2 separate regions of the Anas platyrhynchos genome follow, and region 1 is linked to region 2. The links are chromatin contacts, called in public Hi-C maps. All regions are on one chromosome and are shown on one strand. Each heading gives the region's core, a stretch centred on a gene start, on an enhancer-like site or on the middle of the called end of the contact. The rest is flanking DNA. Distances are from core to core; before and after follow the strand shown. Region 1 holds the start of FCHSD2 (FCH and double SH3 domains 2). Region 2 holds the start of RPS3 (ribosomal protein S3).

The links. Hi-C and Micro-C count contacts between places; a contact is called where the count stands out from the background.
Region 1: a contact with region 2 is called in a Hi-C map of subcutaneous adipose tissue, with 4 times the contacts expected there. The contact joins the promoter of FCHSD2 here to the promoter of RPS3 in region 2. A contact is called at or near these places in 6 of 8 Hi-C or Micro-C datasets (F1 follicle, F5 follicle, skeletal muscle and 2 more).

Annotation. Positions count from the first base shown.
Region 1 is chr1:205,542,793-205,549,448 of IASCAAS_PekinDuck_T2T, forward strand. It overlaps FCHSD2 (FCH and double SH3 domains 2), which reads right to left and starts at 3,993. Exons shown (of 20, transcript XM_027462102.3): 1 at 3,837-3,993; 2 at 659-756. The coding sequence starts at 3,857.
Region 2 is chr1:205,399,955-205,406,188 of IASCAAS_PekinDuck_T2T, forward strand. RPS3 (ribosomal protein S3) reads right to left here and starts at 3,090. Exons shown (of 7, transcript XM_027466167.3): 1 at 2,942-3,090; 2 at 2,427-2,557; 3 at 2,028-2,121; 4 at 1,025-1,119; 5 at 150-337. The coding sequence starts at 2,971. It overlaps LOC113842466 (small nucleolar RNA SNORD15), which reads right to left and starts at 681; the gene lies at 532-681.

The DNA of each region.
Region 1 (6,656 bases), core at 2,743-5,242, 140 kb after region 2:
AAATTTGATCCTCTCCAAACGCAATCATTAATCCTCCACCTAACGCTGGGCAGCCACTACCACCCTATTTCATTAAAGGCAAAGTTTTAAGTTAAAGAGAACCAATCACATTAATTAACATGAATAATAAAAAACTAATAACACAACGCCGCTGACGTAACGCAGATTTTCCCCTACTGCACCAAGTTTTAAATCATAAATGCAAATATCTTGCAAGTTTCTGGTATTAAAAAAAAAAAAAGGCAATCTATTTAAAAGTGCTGTTCAAAGCTCTTTCTAGCAAGATGTAAATCATCGGTGGTTTTAATGCATCCGTAATAATTGTAACAGCCTCTTACGGGCAGTAAATCAAAGTCTATTACACAGAGAAGCACTGCTGAAAAAAAAAAAGTGCTTTTTCTGTGTTATTTGTGACTTCTTTAAAAAAAAAAAAAACACATTTCCCCCATTGAAGCGAAGAGGAAAAAAAAAAAAGAAGTGTTTGCATTGTGTTAGCTGCAGTTATAATTTCCAGCTGTGTCAAAACTTTAACAGCCTGAAAGCAGGAAATCCAAAGAGGAAATTCCATCGTCAGTTCCTGAAGTTTTGTAACTCCAGCGCTCTTCCAAAAAAGCTGGATCTTAAAGGGAATTTCGGTCGCGGTTCTCCGTAGCCTTACCTGACGTCCTCGAGGAGCTCACATTCTGCCTGGTGCTTGGCCTGAAGCTTTGTCATCTGCTCGACCTGGATGTTTTTTAGCTCTTGTGTGACTTTCACCTAAAAAAACAAGAAAACAACAGACCATGTGCATCTTCTGCAGAGTTTAAATGATTTTTTTTCCCATTAAGATTTGATTTCCCTCATTTATTTTGAAATTGCGCATTTAGGGGCATAACTAAGGCACAGAGTGAAGAAGGAAGGCGAAAAGGGGCTGAATTCAACGCACGCTGCCACCTGAGAGGGCTCACACCCCGCAAAAATCCCACACGTAGGCCCCAAAATTAATGAAAATGCCATTTTATTCTGAAAGATGTGAGGACGAGGAGTGTCCGATGGATTTTTAGAACAAAAAAAGCCTGGAAATAAAAAAATATCTGGGCTACAGGGGGGAAAATCAATGGTGCGTGTACATTTAGTGCTTAGGAGCAAGTTAAACAATTTTAAAATTAATTAAAATTTCAAAAAAAAAAAGATATTTAAAGAATTTCCTTTAAATCCAGCCCAAAGATCACGGTGGTTCTCAATGCTGCATCCAAATAACCCTTCGGAGGGAGGCTGTGCTCCTGCTGCAATTTGGTGCTCATTAAAACCCAAATCCCATCAGCCGGGCACCTCCTGGCAGGTACCAGGAAGGATTTGGGTTCAGAACGACCCCATGGGGCTGTCTGCTCTCTTTTTTTTATTAAAAAAAAGCAGATTTGGGCATTAAAACCCCTCGGTGATGACAGGGGATCCTCCTGCTGGCTTGGAGGCATCGCCGCAGCCCCTGCGCATCGGGGAGGTCGGGAACGCCTCGCGGTCACGGTGGGGGGGACACGAAGACCCCAAATCCCCTTCCCCTTCCCCAAATAGGGGGAGGAAAAGGAAATCGAGATCCTAAAAGCCAGCAAAAACCTCCTCGGCTCTGACAATTCCCCGGCAGCCAGCCCCCTGCCACTGCACCACGAAACAACAAAAAACGGGGAGGGGACGACACAAAACCGGGGGAAATCGCACCAAAAAATGGGGGAGCCCACCCCACCGCACCCCAAATGGGGCAGCAGGATGATGAGGACCAAAGGCACGGATCCCAAAATCCTAAAACCGCCCCCCCACCCCCTCCTAGTGGCTCCCAACCCCATACCCTGCTCGCTGTCTCTGGCTCCCCCTCTGTCCCCAGCAGCTCGATCCCAAAGCGCTCCGTCCCCCTATACCAGCACCCGCATGCAGCTCGGTTCCCCAACCACCCCCAAAAACCCCAAATCCACACCTCCCCCCCTCGCCGATCCCCCAAAAAGCAAACCACCCCCAACCCTGCAGGCTGCAGCAAGCGGAAAACCCTCCCCTGCTGCCGCCACCGTTTGGGGTTTGCTCCCATCCCACAAACCCTACAGGTTTATGGCCACCCCTGCTCACCCTCATCCTCGCCACCCGGACCCTAATATGGCCGGGGGGGTCTCCCCGCTGCCGCAGACCCCTCTCTTATCCCCCCCCTCCCCCTTTGCAGGCCACCGCCCCCTCCTCTCCTCGCCCACCCCACTGCGGCCCCAATTCATCGCTGACCCCCCCCCCTCGTCCCTTAAATCTCCCTGCCTGTGAGACCCCATAGCCACAGACCCCATCCTTGTGCCCCATATCGCAGCCAGACCCTATATACACCCCACCAGCCCTCATCCAAATGCAGCCCCAAAATGCAGTCAGCACCGCTGGTCCCCAATCCCATATAGGATCCCATTTAGGATCTCCCCTCCATGCCCAAACGCAGCCCTAAAATGCAGCCAGACCCCGTCCCCCCCAAGCCCTAAACACAGCCCCAAATCCCAGTCAGCCCAGGAACCCCCATACACCTGCCCAAGACCCCAACCCTATTGAAACACAGCCCCAAATCCCAGTCAGCCCTATTATCCCCACACACACCCCACCCAAAACCCCCAAATTGAGCCCAGCCCCAAACCCCACACACCCCCACTGTCCCCAAAACCTACCCAGGACCCCCCTAAGGAAACCCAACCCCAAACCCTCGTCACCCCCTAAATCCCCCACAAACCCCAAACACCCCCAAATCGCCCTCCTCAGCCCCAACCCCCCTCTCAACCCCAAATCCCCTCAAGTCCCCCCCGAGCCTCAAAACCCCTTCCTGAGCCCCAAATCCCCTCAAGTCTGCCCCTCAAACCCCAAATCCCCCCAAACCCCCTCAAGTCTCCCCTTCAGCCCCAACCCCCCCCAAGCCCCCCCTCAAACCCCAAAACCCCTCCTCAGCCCCAAATCCCCTCAAGTCTCCCTCTCAAACCCCAAATCCCCCCTCAGCCCCTAAACCCCTCAAGTCTGCCCCTCAAACCCCAAAAATCCCCCAGATCCCCTCCTCAGCCCCAAATCCTCCCCCTTCAGCCCCAAAACCCCTCAAGTCTCCCCTTCAGCCCCAAATCCCCCCAAAACCCCTCCTCAGCCTAAACCCCCTCCTCAAACCCCAAATCCCCTCAAGTCTCCCCCTCAGCCCCAGCCCCCCCAAAACCCCAAATCCTCTCAAATCTCCCCCTCAGCCCCAAATCCCCTCCTCAGCCCCAAAACCCCTCAAGTCCCCCCCTCAGCCCCAACCCCCCCCTCAAACCCCAAACCCATCTCAGCCCAAAACCCCCCTCAAACCCCAAATCCCCTCAAGTCTCCCCTTCAGCCCCAACCCCCCAAACCCCCCCAAATCTCCTCCTCAGCCCCAAACCAACCCCTCAAACCACAAATCCCCCCTCAAACCCCAGATCCCCCCAAACCCCCCCCTCAACCCCAAATCCTTTCAAGTCCCCCCCTCAACCCCAACCCCCCCCTCATCCCCAAATCCCCCCAAATCCCCTCAGACCCCAAACCCCCCCCTCAGACCCCAAACCCCCCTCAAACCCCAAAACCCCCCCTCAGCCCCAAACCCCCTCAAGTCCCCCCCTCAACCCCAAACCCCACCTCATCCCCAAACCCCCCCAAATCTCCTCAGACCCCAAACCCCCCTCAAACCCCAAATCCCCCCAAATCCCCTCAGACACCAAACCCCCCCTCAAACCCCAAACCCCCCCCAAACCCCAAACCCCCCCTCAGCCCCAAACCCCCCCCAAATCCCCTCAGACCCCAAACGCCCCTCAAAACCCCCAAACCTCCCCCCCAAATCCCCTCACCTTCCTCGGCGGGGGCTGCATGTTGCTGCGCGGGGGCTTCGCATCCAGCCCCGCCGCCACCGCCCCCCCCCCTCCCGCCGGCAGCAGCAGCGGCAGCGGCGGCGGCGGCTGCAGGAGGAGGAGGAGGAGGAGGAGGAGGAGGAGGAGGAGGAGGAGGAGGAGGAAGGCTCCGAGGGGGGGGGGGGGGCGGCGGCCTCCGGCCTGGAGCGGCCACCATAGAACGGGGAGGGGGGGGGGGGGAGGCGGGGCCATGAGGGGAGGGAGGGGAGGGGGGGGAGCGGCCGCCAGGGGGCGCTGAGGGGAGGGGAGAGGGGAGGGGAGGGGGGCGGGGCTAAGGGGGAGGGGGCGTGGCTAAAGGGGAGGGGGCGTGGCCAAGGGGAGGGGGCGGGGCTTGTAAGGGGGAGGGGGGAGCACGTGGGGGGAGCGTGGGGGGAGCGTGGGGGGGGAATGGGGGGAATGGGGGGAATGGGGGGGAATGTGGGGGGTGAATGGGGATGTAGGGGTGGAAATGGGGTGGAAAGGGGGTGGAAAGGGGGTGGAAAGGGGGATGTAGGGGGGAGAAATGGGGTGTATATGGGGTGGGGGGGTGTACATGGGGTGGAAATGGGGTGCAATTGGGGTGGAAATGGGGATATAGGGGGTAGAAATGGGGTGTATTGGGGTGCAGGGGGTAAACGGGGGGCATAGGGGGGTGAATGGGGATGTAGGGGTGGAAATGGGGTGGAAATGGGGATGTAGGGGGGTAAATGGGGTGCGTATGGGGTGCAATTGGGGTGTAAATGGGGTGCATATGGGGTGTAAATGGGGATATACGGGGGTAGAAATGGGGTGCACATGGGATGTATTGGGGTGCAGGGGGTAAATGGGGTGCACGTGGGGTGGAAATGGGGATGTACAGGGGAGAAATGGGGTGTATATGGGGATGTAGGGGGTAGAAATAGGGTGTATTGGGGTTCGGGGGATAAATGGGGGGCATTGGGGGTGAATGGGGATGTAGGGGTGGAAATGGAGTGGAAATGGGGATGTAGGGGGGTAAATGGGGTGCGCATGGGGTGTATTGGGGTGTACATGGGGTGTATTGGGGTGTGGGGGGTAAATGGGGTGTACGTGGGGTGGAAATGGGGATGTACAGGGGAGAAATGGGGTGTATATGGGGTGTATGGGCTGTAAAAGGGGTGTACATGGGGTGGGGGGGTATATATGGGATACACATGGGGTGTAAAGGGGGTAGGAGGCGTAAATGGGGTGCACACGGGGTGTAAATGGGTTGGGGGGAGAAATGGGGTGCACATGGGGTGTATTGGGGTGTGGGGGATAAATGGGGAGCGTGAATGGGGATGTAGGGGTGGAAATGGGGTGGAAAGGGGGTGGAAAGGGGGATGTAGGGGGAAGAAATGGGGTGTAAATGGAGTGTGGGGGGTGTAAATGGGGTGCATATGGGGTATAAATGGGGATATAGGGGGGTAGAAATGGGGTGCACATGGAGTGTATTGGGGTGTGGGGGATAAATGGGGGGAGTGGGGAGTGTATGGGGATGTAGGGGTTGAAATGGGGTGGAAATGGTGTGGAAAGGGGAATGTAGAGGGAGAAATGGGGTGTGCATGGGGTGTGGGGGGTGTAAATGGGGTGTGCATGGGGTGCAATTGGGGTGTAAATGGGGTGTATTGGGGTGTATTGGGGTGCGGGGGGTAAATGGGGTGCACGTGGGGTGGAAATGGGGATGTACAGGGGAGAAATGGGGTGTATATGGGGTGTAAATGGGGGTGTACATGGGGTGTAAATGAGGTGGGAGTGTAACTGGGGTCTGTGTGGGGTCCATGTGGGGTAGGGGGGTAGAAAAGGGGTGGAGGGTGTAAATGGGGTGCACATAGGGGTGTGGGGGTGTAAATGGGGTGAGGGGGTGTAAATGGGGTGCACGTGGAGGTGGGGGGGTAAATGAGGTGTACATGTGGTGTAAATGGGGTTGGGGGGTGTGCATGGGGTGCACATGGGGTGTGGGGGGGGTAAATTGCGTGGAGGGGTTCACGTAGGGTGCACATGGGGTCCATGTGGGGTCCGTTTGGGGTGGGGGTAGAAATGGGGTGCACATGACGAATAAATGGGGTGGAGGGTGTAAATGGGGTGCACATGGGGGTGTAAATGGGGTACACATGGGGTGCACATGGGGTATGGGGTACACATGGGGTGCACATGGGAATACAGGCAGTGCAAATAGGGTGCACATGGGGGTGCAGGGGGTGTAAATGGGGTGCACATGGGGTGGGGGATGTAAATGGGGTGCACGTGGGGTGCACGTGGGGGTGCAGGAGGTAGAAATGGGATGCACATAGGGGTGCAGGGAGTGCATATGGGGAGGGGGAGCAGAAATGGGGTGCAGGGGTTAGAAATAGGGTGCAGGGGTGCACACGGGAATGCAGAGGAAAGAAATGGGGTGCAGGGGGCGCACACAGGGATGCAAGGGGTGCAAATGGGGTGTGCAAGGGGTGCACGGGGGTGCATGGAGGGTGCACGTGGGGGTGCAGGGGACACATGAGGGTGCAGGGGGTGTAATTGTGGGGTGCATGGGGCTGCAAAGGAGGTGCAGGGGGGAGTGCGTTTGGGTGTTTCCTTGAAGAAAATCACCGGGGCGGGTTGTAGGGCACGGGGCGATTCTCCTAAATGCGTTTTCCCCAAATGCTCCTATTTCATTATGGATGAGCCACGTTACTCCAGTTCCCAGAAAACGACCCCTGCCTTCCCTACAGACACCTAAAGGTGTTCGGGGACACAGATATAGGGAGAGAAATCCCCCTTTACACCCTACATATGGTTACCAAAGTG
Region 2 (6,234 bases), core at 1,840-4,339:
AGGGGCAGCACAACAGAAACATTCTGCAAGATCAGAGGGGCATGAGAGCTGAGGAAAACCTTCCACCTGCAGGCACAGAACGCCTGCAGCTGGGATCTCCTGGCTCCAAAACACTTGGAAACAAAAAAACAGCAGGGAGAGCCACTCACCCTGCCGGAGAAGGACGTGACGCACGGCTGTGTCGACGTAGTAATTCACGGGGTCCCCGCTGTGGATCATCAAACCATCCACGAATTTCATGGACTTGGCACGCTGACCTCTGAGTTTGCCCGAGACGACCACCTCGCAGCCCTTGGCGCCGCTCTCCATGATGAAGCGGAGGACACCGTAGCAAGCTCTGAAGGCAGAAAGCAGAACAAATTTTGAGTCAGTTGAGGGCACCTCAGCCAAATCTGCACTCCCTGGTGCCATTTTACACCAGCTTCAGTCCCAGGCCTCGGGAAGTTGTGAGGACAGTGACAAGCGGACTTTCTGAGCAGCTCCGTAGCTGAAGGTGGACAATTCTTCACGGCAGGAGCCAGCCCCTGTGTCCCTTTCTCAGACAAATGCCTCAAAATCATTCAATGAGGATGGGATGCTCCTGCTGAAGAGCCACCCGCAGCACCACAGGACGTGATACCGCAGGGGCACCACTCTGCAGGAGCCACCCGCTTCTGACTCGTCATCTTATCATCACCGAAGGGATCTGAGGAGCAGGGCCGCTGTCACCTCAACCACAGTTCAGCCAGAAGGCTTCAAGTTGTGATTTGAACCATTTATTCAGAAATAAACACAAGCTTTATCCACACCAGTCACCCAACTTTTAATCTGATCTGCTGTGGGCTTCAACATTTACTTTTGAAATACAATTACTACAAGAAGTAACAGTGTACTACACAAAAAGCTGCGCACAGCAGGAATTAAAACTCCAAACTGCCCTCTCCATGTACAGCATCACCGGGTTAAACTTTCAAGCTGAAGGTGGTGAGGGGTTCTTTCGAAATTGTGCCTGAAGCCTGCACTGCCTCGCAGTTGCTGTACTCACCGACGCACCGCTAAGCCTCCCAGAAGCTTGTACCGCAGGGACTCTGCCTGAGCGATCGCGCACAGACCTCTTGTGGCCACCTTCTCGGCATAGAGCTGCAAAAAAAAAACAACAAAGTGGTCAGTAAACTCAGCAGTGGCTTTATTTCCAGGTGGTTTTCAGTTAAAATAAAGCAGGAGCTTCCTACTGCTCAACATCCCATCCCCATTAGAACACGTCTGCTGATACTTCAGGAAGAGACACTCAAAAATCACACGGACAATATTCACGGAGCCAGCAACTCCTGATGCGCTCCGTGAAGGTCGCTGTCATTAAGTTTAAGCATCTGATGAAGATCAGCAGCAGCCTTCACTGTATAATGTGATCCAGCAGCACTGGCTGGGCAGGAATAAATGCGAGCAGCACCCCAAAACACAAAATAGCACCCCCCAGCCTCCCCCAGAACTTTTTAGAGGAAAGTACGAGCGAGGACACCAGATTTCAACCATTTAAAAGACATCAGGAAATTACTGTCGTGTCACTTGACTATCTAATTCATTACAGTTCTCACACAATCTCAGAGCTCATTCTGTAACAAAGCACTAAGTGCAGAAGCGTTATGAATTTATTAATTAGGAATGGTAACATACTAATAAAAATTTCTCTGCTAGACTCGTTTCTCACCTCAATGTTGGTACAGCAACATCCTCTACAAAACAACCACAGAAATGGTTTGGGTTGGAAGGGACCTTAAAGACCACCTAGTTCCAAACCCTACTATGGGTTTTTAGAGAAATGTACTTCTCAGATATTGGGAAAGCAGCGAAAAACAGCCCAACTGACAGCTCTCAAAGTACCATTAAAAGCCAACCACCTCCTCTTTCAGGGCAACAGCATTTTGTGAGAAGAGGTAAAACGCACCCCAAGATAATCTCCCAGCAAACTTTCAGCTGAAACCACCCGAACAGAGCACGCAGCTAAGTGAACAGCCCACTTACTACTGGTTTAACTGAGGCAGTTTTACCTCAACGCTTCCCTCAGGAAAGCCAAACCTCTTCTGCACGACAGCTGTCAGCTCCCGGATGCGGCGCCCCTTCTCACCCAGGACATTCTGGGTCCTGGAATTAAAAAAAACAACACACAGTAGAGTATAACTGAGAAAGTAAAAAGACAAAACAGTGAAGTATTAACTGAGAAAGTGTCCCCATGTCAGAGCCTGCAACTATCCCAGAGAGCTTCCAGAGAGCATCTAACCCTGTCCAGCCTTGACTAGCAGAGGCTGTAATGCTGCTGTATCACTGAATATCACTTCAGGATTTCTTTCCCAAGCGTCTTTCCCTAATGATATTATCGTTTAAAGGTTCAGCAGCACCTCTTACAGCCTGGCACAGCCTCCAAGACCCGACAGCAGCGTCTCGGTTACCTGGTGGCGAGTATGATGATCTCGGTCCTGGTTGGAGTGACCCGGACTTCTACTCCCGAGTAGCCATCTTCAGCCAGTTCGCGAGTCAGGAACTCGTTCAGCTCAGCTTTGAAGATGCCATCAGCGACAAACTACAAAGCAACGAGGCCAAGTCAACCTCTGGGTCAAGCACTCAGCCTCAAGCCAGGGTTTTCTGCTTAAACCTAGGCCAAATTCACCCCCGAGCCGGCCCGCAGCCTGGCAGCTCCTCTCCTCACGCAGAAATAAGGAGAAAAATAAAACCTTCCGCCTTGAAAACCCCAGGCCCGGCTCCCCTCCCTCCTCTCAGCACCCCGCCAGCCTCCCGCCGCCATCTTCCCCACGGGGCCTCCGCGCCTCATCCGCCTCCATCCGCCGCCATCCTCCCCCACCCGCCGCCATCCCCCGCCGCCGACGAAAGCCGAGACCTCCCTCATCGCGGCCCCGCCGATATGGAGGCGCCCCGAGGCCTCGGCGACGCGGGAGGCCGCCCTCACCTTGCGCTTCTTGGAGATCTGCACCGCCATCTTGCGCCGCGCCGCCCGGCGGAAAGGAGGGAACGGGCCCTCCTGGGCGGGCTATATCGCCTTCCGCCGCTTCCTATTGGTCAGCTGAGGTCACGTGGGGGGGCTACCCGGGGGAGAGGGATGATGGGAAATGTAGTTTTTTCCCGGCGCCGCCATGTTGGCGGGGCTTAACCCGCCCTCTTTCAAGGCGTTTTTCCGCTTTCCAAGCGGCTGCGAGCGCCCTCAGTCGGTGTTAAGATGGCTGGAAAGCCGATGTGAAAGGGCCCGAGCGCTGACAGGATAATTCACCTCGATATGCAGCTTTCAGGGTGGTTACAGACGCCGTCCCCTCATGGCTGCCGTCCCCGTCGCCATGAGGGGAGCGGCGCTGAGGGGTGGGGGCGCCAGCCCCGCTCTGACCGCGTTTTGTTTCATTTTTTATTTTTCACCTTTCTTCCTGTTTTTAGTCAGTCACAAGTGAAGGAAACGCCCCTGAGGAAAACCATGTGAAAAGCGCGCATGAGCTCTCTGTTATTTGCAGGGAAACATCAGGAGTCTTGACATCTCAAGAGTGCCAAACTCTTATCCCTTACTTTAAGTAAAATTTAACAATAGCTGTTAATTATTTACAGTTACCTATAAGTTATGGTCAACTGTAAACTTCGAGCTACTGTAGGTCTTGGCTGCTGTGTTTGTGCAGCGTCTCGAGGGAGGGCTGTGGTCCCTCTACCTCACTCAAGGCAAATTAAATAAATATGACAAATGGAGTTGCAGGACAGGTCTTTTGAGGTGTTTTTTTACCTCTTTTGACATATCGTCACTTCTTTTGTCCTCTTTTGACATGTCACCACCCCTGCAGTCTGGGCACTGGGTTACGGGAATACCAACAGGACGGGATTTCTTGCTTAAAACTTCCACGGTGGCCAAAGATGGAGAAATCGGTCATTTTGTCAAAAATGTTACAGTTTTAGGGGGTTACAGGCTTTTGGATGTGCAGTGTAAACGAGAAAACATAATAATGGGGAGAACTAATAAATGAAAATATCCACAAACGCGGGTAAATACGGACTGCTTGGGAGGAATGAGAAAATGAAAGTCCTGCCTTGCAAACCTCCAAGAACGGAGCCAGAAGATTTGAGGATAATGGTGAAAAAGGGGATAATAGTGGAAAAAAAGGTTGAAATAAGCTGTTGGGCTTTCTGTAAGGCTTCTTTTGGATAGCTTCACTAGAGGTTTGACAAAAAGTGAGCAGCCACAGGTGAGGGCAGGGGCACTGCACGGCTCTGGTTGTACAGAAAGGGCCTTGTGTGGATACTACAGGGCTTCTGTGCCAAAAATATATATCAAGAAAGGATGAAAAAATGAGATATCATCATTTCGTGGCTCCGTAAATAAGTCTGTGGTCCACCTGTCTGTGGTCCACCTGCGTTGTGCCAGCTGGATCTCCATCTCGGAGGGGTAGAGGCGAGGGGTGTTGAGAGGCCTGGGAGCACCTCTGTGTGCAGTAAAGATAAAAAATAAATAAATAAATAAATAAATGGTTAAAATCCAGCAAAACCCACAGACTTCACGATCACAGTCCTCCCACAGCAAGCAGATGAAGGCAGTGGGAGGTGGGTGCTTGCTGCGAGCAGATTTGTTGTGTTTTCAGGTTTCCCTGGGCTTTTGGCTACGGACAGAAATGCTGAGCTGGGTTTCTTCTGAGCCAGCATGAGGAGAGAGTCTTTGGGAAGGAGAGTGGTGACAGGATGAGGGGTAATGGCTTTAAATTAAAATAAAATGATCTGTCCTGCAGCCACCTCCTGCACTGCCCCTGTTTCCAGCCTGCTCAGAAGCACCCATGGGGACCAGAGGAAAAAAAAAAAAAAAAAAAAAAAAAAAAAAAAAAAAAAAAAAGGAAGGGAAAAAAAAAAAAAGAAGAAAAAAAAAAAGAAGAAGAAGAAAAAAAGCCTGGTTTGCCACTAGATGTCAGTGGAGACAGTTTCCAGGGTGGGGAAAGCTTCGTGTGTTGTGCTCAATGAGGAGTTCCTCTTGCCCAAAATTCAGAGCCAAACTCCATCCATCTCCTCCTGATTTCCCCCTCTAGGGACTGAGGCTGGAGCCAGGTCAAACAGGGATCGAACTGGGAGCACTGGGAGCCCAGGGCTTGGACTGGGCTGGTATAACATGGCCAGAAATACCTGCTTAGGCGTGCTGTCAACTCCTGCTGCTCCTTTGCATCTGCATCCCTGTAGACAGACAGAGCCAGCTCATGGTTTAGAGGAGGTAAGAAAAGAAGAGGAATTTAGAGGAGGTGAGAAAAGAAGTGAAATTTAGAGGAGGTGAGAATCACCTTACGAGAGACTTCAGCCACTAGGTTGGGACGTGCTTCCAGCATCCCTTATCCAGCGGGATGGATCACGGAGCTGACCAGAGGTACGAGAGGGAGAAGTCCCCTCTCTGAAGAAGTCATTCCTTTTTTTTTCCACCCCATGCAGAGGCACTACTGCATTTTCCCTGGCAGAAAAACGTTTTATATGACCTCTTCTCCTGCCCCCCTCACCCTGCCTTGCCCCTTCCTCCCTCCTCCCGGACCCATCCTTTGTAGGGCGGCCAGGAGCCGAGGACATCTCTGTGCAGGCGTCTGAGCCTAAATCCCTAATAACCTGGCTCTCAAATCAGTTTTTAGGACCCTCCTAACCTAAACCAAACCCACTGCTTGCAGGTTTCCACCTTGGGACCACCTTCCTTCAGGAAATATCTGCCCGAGGTCTTCCTTTTAGGCCGGGTTTGCCGAGCCGATGCATTTCTGCACCCCATAAAGAGAAGGGGAAGGCACGGTGTGAGCCAAAAGCCTGGCCCTGACGTGCGTCGCCTTTTCCATGCCCTATTAAGGAGAAACTATGTGTTGTGTCAGCATTTCGGGGGCAGCATGGCCCAGAGGAGAGCTCTGGGGGGGGGGTGTCAGGCAGCGAGGGAATGTCCCCTCTCCCCCCAGACGTGGCCTGGCTGAGCCAGCGGGGCTCCGAGCCCTGGTTGGGAAGGTTTCAGTCCCACAAATAGCAGCGTGGGATTCCTCTTTTGGCTCCCTCCGGCCCCAGACACAGCCAGGAGGTTGCTTTGCTCGGCTGAGGAGCCAGCACTGCCCCAAAAACCCATGTTTTTAGGTTTTTAGTTTTTTTTTTTTAGGGTTTTTGGGGTGCAGAGGGAGCAGGGAAAGAGCTGGCCGCCCTTGAGGGCATTTCCCTGCTGCTGCTCAGAGCTCAGGGGATTCACACCCCCCTCGGATGTCACATCGGTGGCAC